2 separate regions of the Mus musculus genome follow, and region 1 is linked to region 2. Evidence: chromatin contacts called from public HiChIP or PLAC-seq data. All regions are on one chromosome and are shown on one strand. Each heading gives the region's core, a stretch centred on a gene start, on an enhancer-like site or on the middle of the called end of the contact. The rest is flanking DNA. Distances are from core to core; before and after follow the strand shown. Region 1 has its middle 16 kb from the start of Tgm1. Region 2 holds the start of Nfatc4 (nuclear factor of activated T cells, cytoplasmic, calcineurin dependent 4).

Region 1 (2,954 bases), core at 307-2,806, 130 kb after region 2:
CCAAGACTGACAACCTAAGTTCAATCTCCAGGACTCAATGGTAGGAGGGAGCCGGTTCTGAGTCTCACAAGTTGTCCTCTGACCTCCACATACACAGCATGGCAGCATTCAGAAGGCTAAGGCAGGAGAATCATGAATTTGAGGCCAGCCTGCGCTACACAGCAAGACCCTACCTCAAAGCCAGCAAGCAGTTGGACATGATGCCGCACACTTTTAATCCTAGCACTCACAGGGCGGAGGTAGGTAGATTTCTGGGTTTGAGGTAGCAAGTTTCAGAGCAGCTAGAGACACATAGTGAATCTCTGTCTCAACAAACAAACAAGCAAACGAAAGAGAGAGAGAAGATAAGACGATAGTTTTGCTTCTGGGCCACTTTCAGATTCTCCTGAACCTCTGTGGCTTCAGCCATCTCTGTTCAGTCAATGGGCGCTGGGTAAGTAACTCGGGGGTTCCCTGAAGTACTTCCTTATCCAGCTAGACCTTCTACACAATATTAGCCATCCTTGTGGTTTTAAGGACCACCAGCTCTCAAGCTTGCTTATTTACCACCTTCCTGTACCTCTACTAGATATCTGATGGACACTCCAGATACAATATGACTAAAAATTAAATTCCTGTCTCTCCATCATATTCTCCTGCAGCCACCCCCATCTCTGTAAGTAACGGCTCTGCTGTCCCCAAATCCTTGCACTGGAAATCTTGAAGTTACATTCTTCTGCATGCTACCATCAGTCTGGGCTAATCTGGTGGCTCTTTCTTTACGCAACCATGCCCTGAAGCTGACTGTGCCCACTGCATCTGCAGCCAGCAGCGGCCAACTATTCTTCCATCCTTTCCCCAGATCACTGTGTTGAGCTTCCTGGTTATTCTCCCCACTTGCCCTCTCTTTGTTCATCACTCAGCCACCATCAGAATACAGTGAATGGTCACATCCACCCTCTGCTCAAAGCCTAGCGTGCTTCAAAGCCCGGCTCTTCTGACTTGTTCCTCTGACCCGCACCTTCCTGTCCTGCAGTCTCAGTCCTGGTCTGGGCTTTGCCCTTTGGCTTTCTTGTCTGTGCTTCTGTTTCAGGGACTCTGTGTGACTTCCTCCTCTACTGGAACAAGTCCTTCCCCCAGACATCTCAATGTCTTGCTCCTTCACCCCTGTTTACTCTTTGTGGTCCAGGTTGATGGGACCCTCCTTACCACTCCATTTAAAAACACCTACATAAACTCCTTTTCCCTGTCTGTTCCTTTTCTCTGTAGCTCACGGCATATATCCAATTCTTTGTATGGTAGACTTGTTAGCAGATTCTCTTTTTCCAATCTGCCTATCACAGTCCATGCTTCAACCTTGCACTCCTCCTGCCCCAGTTCCCCAAGTGCCATTTAAAAGCTCACATATCTGGCTCAAATATATTTTTTTCCTTTTCAATTTATTTTATGTATGTATGTGTGCATATCATGTGTGTTCTGGTACCTGTGGAGATTAGGAGAGACTGTCCGGTGCCCTGGAACTGGAGTTGAAGCAGGCTGTGAACTACCATGTGCTACTGGGAACTGAACACTGGTTCTCTATTAAAGCAACAAGTGCTTTCAACCACTGAGCCATCTCTCCAGCCCCCATGCATTTTTCATGGAATGTTGTGTGTAGAGGGATTTTTAATCTAGCCACATGGCTACTCTGGCTGGAATACAGACATGCCCTTAGTGCATACTTATAATCCCAAACAATGAAGGTAAACTTAGTTTGCACAAGGAAGCACCAAGTTTGGAAGTGATGTCTGAGTGGCAGAAAAAGTGACGAATCAGAGAAAGATTTGACAGAACAGGGTATACCCAAGTCTGGTGAGAACAGATAGGAAAGGGAAGTGAGTTAAGAGGAAGCAGCACAGGGGAGAGAGGGCAGTTTTACTGGGACAGTCGTACAGACACAGGCTGCAGAGAGAGAATAAGCCAGACGCATGTGAAGAAGGAGTGAGCCAGAGAATGTGAAGCCAGAAGATTAGAACAAATTGCCAAAGGTAGTGGGAAGCCAAGCAGCACAACTTAGTCGGAAGCTGAAAGAAGCCAGTCTGAGTCAGTCAGCATGGAGAGGAGTCCGAGCAGCTGAGCTGACCAGCCAGCCAGAGTTCAGAAAGAGCTAGGAAGGGGAGATTATTCAGCAATAGGTCTCAGAGGCTGCGAACATTCTAGGCCTAGATTAGATAGTACAGAGTCTAGAAGCTGCCAGGACTAGACCCAGGTTAGCAGACAACGCAGTCAGCTTCCAAGATGACAATTACATCAGGGGAATAAAAGTTACTCTTCCAGTTACGTATTCATGGCCTCAGGTGTTTCATAGTGTCAATTCGGAAGTGAATAAAAAAAGAAATTAAAAAAAAAAAAAAAGAGGGCATGAGTGATCCTAGGTATGGTGGGGGAGACGATATGAGGAAGATCTGAGGGAGAGCATAGCCAGAGGCAGACACATCCGGGAAGAGTCCAGAGCAAACATGACCCTGAGAAGAGAGGTCAGAGGAAGGCAGGAGACTGAAAGACCACGAGGCCAGGAAAGTAAAGGGTACAAAGGGCCAGTGTAGCCAAAATGGCTGAATTCTATAGAGAACAGCTGCAGGGGGAAGGGCAGCCCAGCCCCTGGGCTGGAGAAGTCAGGGTAAGGAATGGAGTATGCCAGCCATACCCTGCAAAGGATAGGGACTGAGGGACACTAGGAAAACCTAGAGGCCGGGTTTACTTTGATAGGCTAAATAGGTACCCCAGTTAGCTGTTTGTTTTGGATTTGAGAATTAACAGTAAGCTGACTCTAAATTAGCAGTTTTCACATGACTTTAAAAGTAAGTGATGGGGGCTGGCGAGATGGCTCAGTGGTTAAGAGCGCCGACTGCTCTTCTGAAGGTCCCGAGTTCAAATCCCAGCAACCACATGGTGGCTCACAACCATCCATAACGAAATCTGATGCCCTCTTCTGG
Region 2 (2,783 bases), core at 185-2,684:
GGCAGCACCATAAGGAAGGGGTTCCCCCAGGGCCAAACGACAGCATGGAGGGGTATCCTCTGAGTCCAGCTCTGTCAAAATGGAAGGGAAGTAGAGGGAGAGAGAGAGAGAGAAGCTGGTGAAATGTCTACGTTTCTCGGATGGTCAGCCCCTGAAGCCTGATATGCTTAGCTAGGAGAGGTTCCCCTAGTCTCCGGACAAAAGCAAAGTTGAACATCACAAGACAGAAAAGAGATACAGGCATGCCAGGACCTCATACTCTAACACTCTGGTCCTGGGCAGGTGGGCTGGGGTGGTTTGGGGAATTCTAGAGCCAGGCCTGGAGGTGTGCTTGCCCAGGCTCTGGGCTGGGCTGGGGGCGACTCACACATGAACCCAATTAGCGACGGTTCCCAAACCCCCAAATGGTGCTGGCAGAAACCCCAGTTACCATCGCAACTGTGGCCTGGGGGTGGGAGGGATGGGGGCATGTCTGTGGTGACGAGGGGAGGTGACTCCTCCCTCGCCCCCCCCAAAGGGGGCGGGGGTGCAGTCGAAGGGTGATGCGTGCGGGGCCCAGCCAACGGGGGGGGGGGGGAGAGGGGGTAGCGGGCAGCGCGGATTCCGTGCAAGCGGCGGCCGCCGCCCCCGACTCGTTCCCCGCCATCTGCCTCTCATTGCGGCCAGACAGGGGGAGGGGGAGGGGTGTCCCTGCGCTGCCCGAGGGAGCCCCCAGCCCCAGGCGTCGCGTCTGCAGAACCAGGCCTAGGTCCTAAAGCCTTTAACTCCAGGGCCAAACCTCCCCTTCCCAAGCCGGCACCTCCGGCTCTTGGGGGCCAAGGTTCCCTTCCGCACCCCATCCCAGAGACAGTCGGCCTAGCCGGCAGGCGGCGCATAGCCAACAACACCCCCACTCCCACCCCAGTTAGGACCTAAAAAGGAAAAAAAAATGATGCCGTGGCCCCCAGCCTCACTTCCACAGCCTTGGTAGTCCCTCAGCTCCCTTCATCCTCTGACCCACCTCACCCTCTCACACACCCCAGGCTCCCAAACTGGAGATTTCCTGGCCCTTCGGTCACTGGCCAAAAGACCCCTACCCAGCCCCGCACTAACCTTCCCCAGGACCCCCAGGGCCCAGCGGGGGGGGCTCCTTTTCCTCTCCGAACACCAGCTTAAATTCCAGCTCCTCATCCTCGCAGCTTGCGGCCCCCATGGATCCGGCCGGAGCCCCCAGGTCCCGCCTGGGTGGGAGGGGGAAGCTCTGGACGCTGCTGTAGCTTCACGCGAGGGTAGCTCCCTCCCTCCCTTTCTCTGAGACGCCCCCTCTTCTGTCGCTGCCGCCTCCCTCCGGACGCCCCCTCGTTATTATAGAAACTTTTCCAAACTTTTTTCTCCCAAACTTCTTCAAAGCGGCCCCCCCCCAGCCTGTCTCTGATTGGTTACCCGGGATGCACCGGCCCCTCCTCCATGGATGAGATGGGAAAACCACGCGCCCCTAGTTCCCCCCCCCCCCGCCCCCGGTCATCTCTCCAGTCCCACCCCCTCCAAAGAGGGAGAAAAAACTGAATTGGAAAATGGTCCCTTCAAACGTTATAGAACCCTAATGGTACCTATTGGCCCACAGTTGTGACAATCATTTCCCACCGAAAGCCCAAACCTCAGCCTATTTAGTCCCAGCGTAGGGGGTGGGGAGGTCCGGGTCCCCTCGCCTTAAAGAGGCCATATTTTTGTCACCCGTCCCCCATTGTAGCAGGCCCACGGTACATTCTGAAGAGCAGGATAGCCAAAATCTCCCAAGAAAGGGCACCTCACTGTCCTTTCCATCCAAATCTTGAGTTGAAGAGAGATCTGGGATTGAGAGAGGCTCTGAGCTGCTCTGTAGAGGAGGCCATTCCTCCACCCTCGCTGAGACCACTCTACCTGGACCTCCAAGGAGCCTTTGCAGTTCTTAGCCACCACCTCCACAAGCCACCCCCCACCATTCCCTTAAGATGAAGAACTTCTAGCTGTCCCAGAAGCCTCTCAGAACTTTCGAACCCCAGGAAGCCTTTGAAGGCCCATAGCCCGCTGGGCGTAGATCCAGGCCAGGCTTTGCTGATACCCTTGTCCCAGCCACCTAGATAGGCCATTAATTAGCCTTGGAGGAGATAGTCGGCTCCTTCGTCCCAAAAGCTGCAGATCTCTGGGCTCGCTGATCCCAAGACGTTCTGCTCCCGGCCATCCTAAATTCCTGGCCGGGTTTAGAAAAGGCCAGAAGCTAAAAACTTAGGCCCACCGGCTGGACACCTGTCACCTGGGCAGGGAAGGAAGACCCGGTCAGGAGTTTCTAGGAAGGGCGAGCATAAAGAGGTCCCATTTGGAAGAGAAAGAATAGAACGGGAGATTCTTGATTCGGACTGGAGGCGCTGCAAGACAGGGGAGCAGTCACCATTCTCCTTGCATGCTTACCACATGCTCCAAACTTCCCTAATAAACCTGGCAAATCTCCAGTCTCTAAATCTCTCAGGCTCCGACCCGCGTCCCCCAACAGCAAACCCCAGTCCAGCACCTAAAGGGTTAAGCGCCGGCCCTCTGGTCAGACGTTTACAAACACTCGGGAGCCGGGCGGGGACCGCGCCCATTACTCTAATGAGAAACAGGCTCTGCGGGGCAGAGGGAAGGGGGGCTGGCCTGGCGGGCCTCAGCTCCTTGGCGGCGGAGGCGGCGCCCCTCCCTCCCCTCAGTCCTCCCTCGAGCCAGTCCTGGGGACCCCCCCAGCCCCCGGGGACCCCAGTGACGTGCGGCGCTGCCCCGGCTGCAAGCCC

What was found. HiChIP or PLAC-seq counts read pairs in DNA pulled down with a chosen protein or histone mark.
Region 1: an H3K27ac HiChIP or PLAC-seq map of microglia shows a contact between it and region 2, with 4 times the contacts expected there. The contact joins the enhancer-like site here to the promoter of Nfatc4 in region 2. A contact is called at or near these places in 1 of 15 datasets of contacts at CTCF or cohesin (embryonic stem cells), 4 of 484 Hi-C or Micro-C datasets (embryonic stem cells, palatal mesenchyme and rod photoreceptor), 5 of 115 datasets of contacts at active chromatin or transcription factors (embryonic stem cells, extraembryonic endoderm stem cells and microglia) and 3 of 9 other capture datasets (adipose tissue, liver and pancreatic islet).

What each region holds. Positions count from the first base shown.
Region 1 is chr14:55,696,348-55,699,301 of GRCm38.p6, reverse strand. No RefSeq gene overlaps it. Among named protein-coding and RNA genes, the nearest start is that of Tgm1, 16 kb to the left of the region's middle. Within about 2 kb of position 1,556, at least 34 of the 459 cell types and tissues checked have an H3K27ac peak or open chromatin away from gene starts, as enhancers often do. A contact at or near this core is called in adipose tissue and microglia, where this site is marked.
Region 2 is chr14:55,823,446-55,826,228 of GRCm38.p6, reverse strand. Nfatc4 (nuclear factor of activated T cells, cytoplasmic, calcineurin dependent 4) reads right to left here and starts at 1,434. Exons shown (of 10, transcript NM_023699.3): 1 at 1,093-1,434; 2 at 1-71. The coding sequence starts at 1,192. It overlaps Gm41159 (a long non-coding RNA gene), which reads left to right and starts at 2,640. Exons shown (of 3, transcript XR_874646.3): 1 at 2,640-2,783.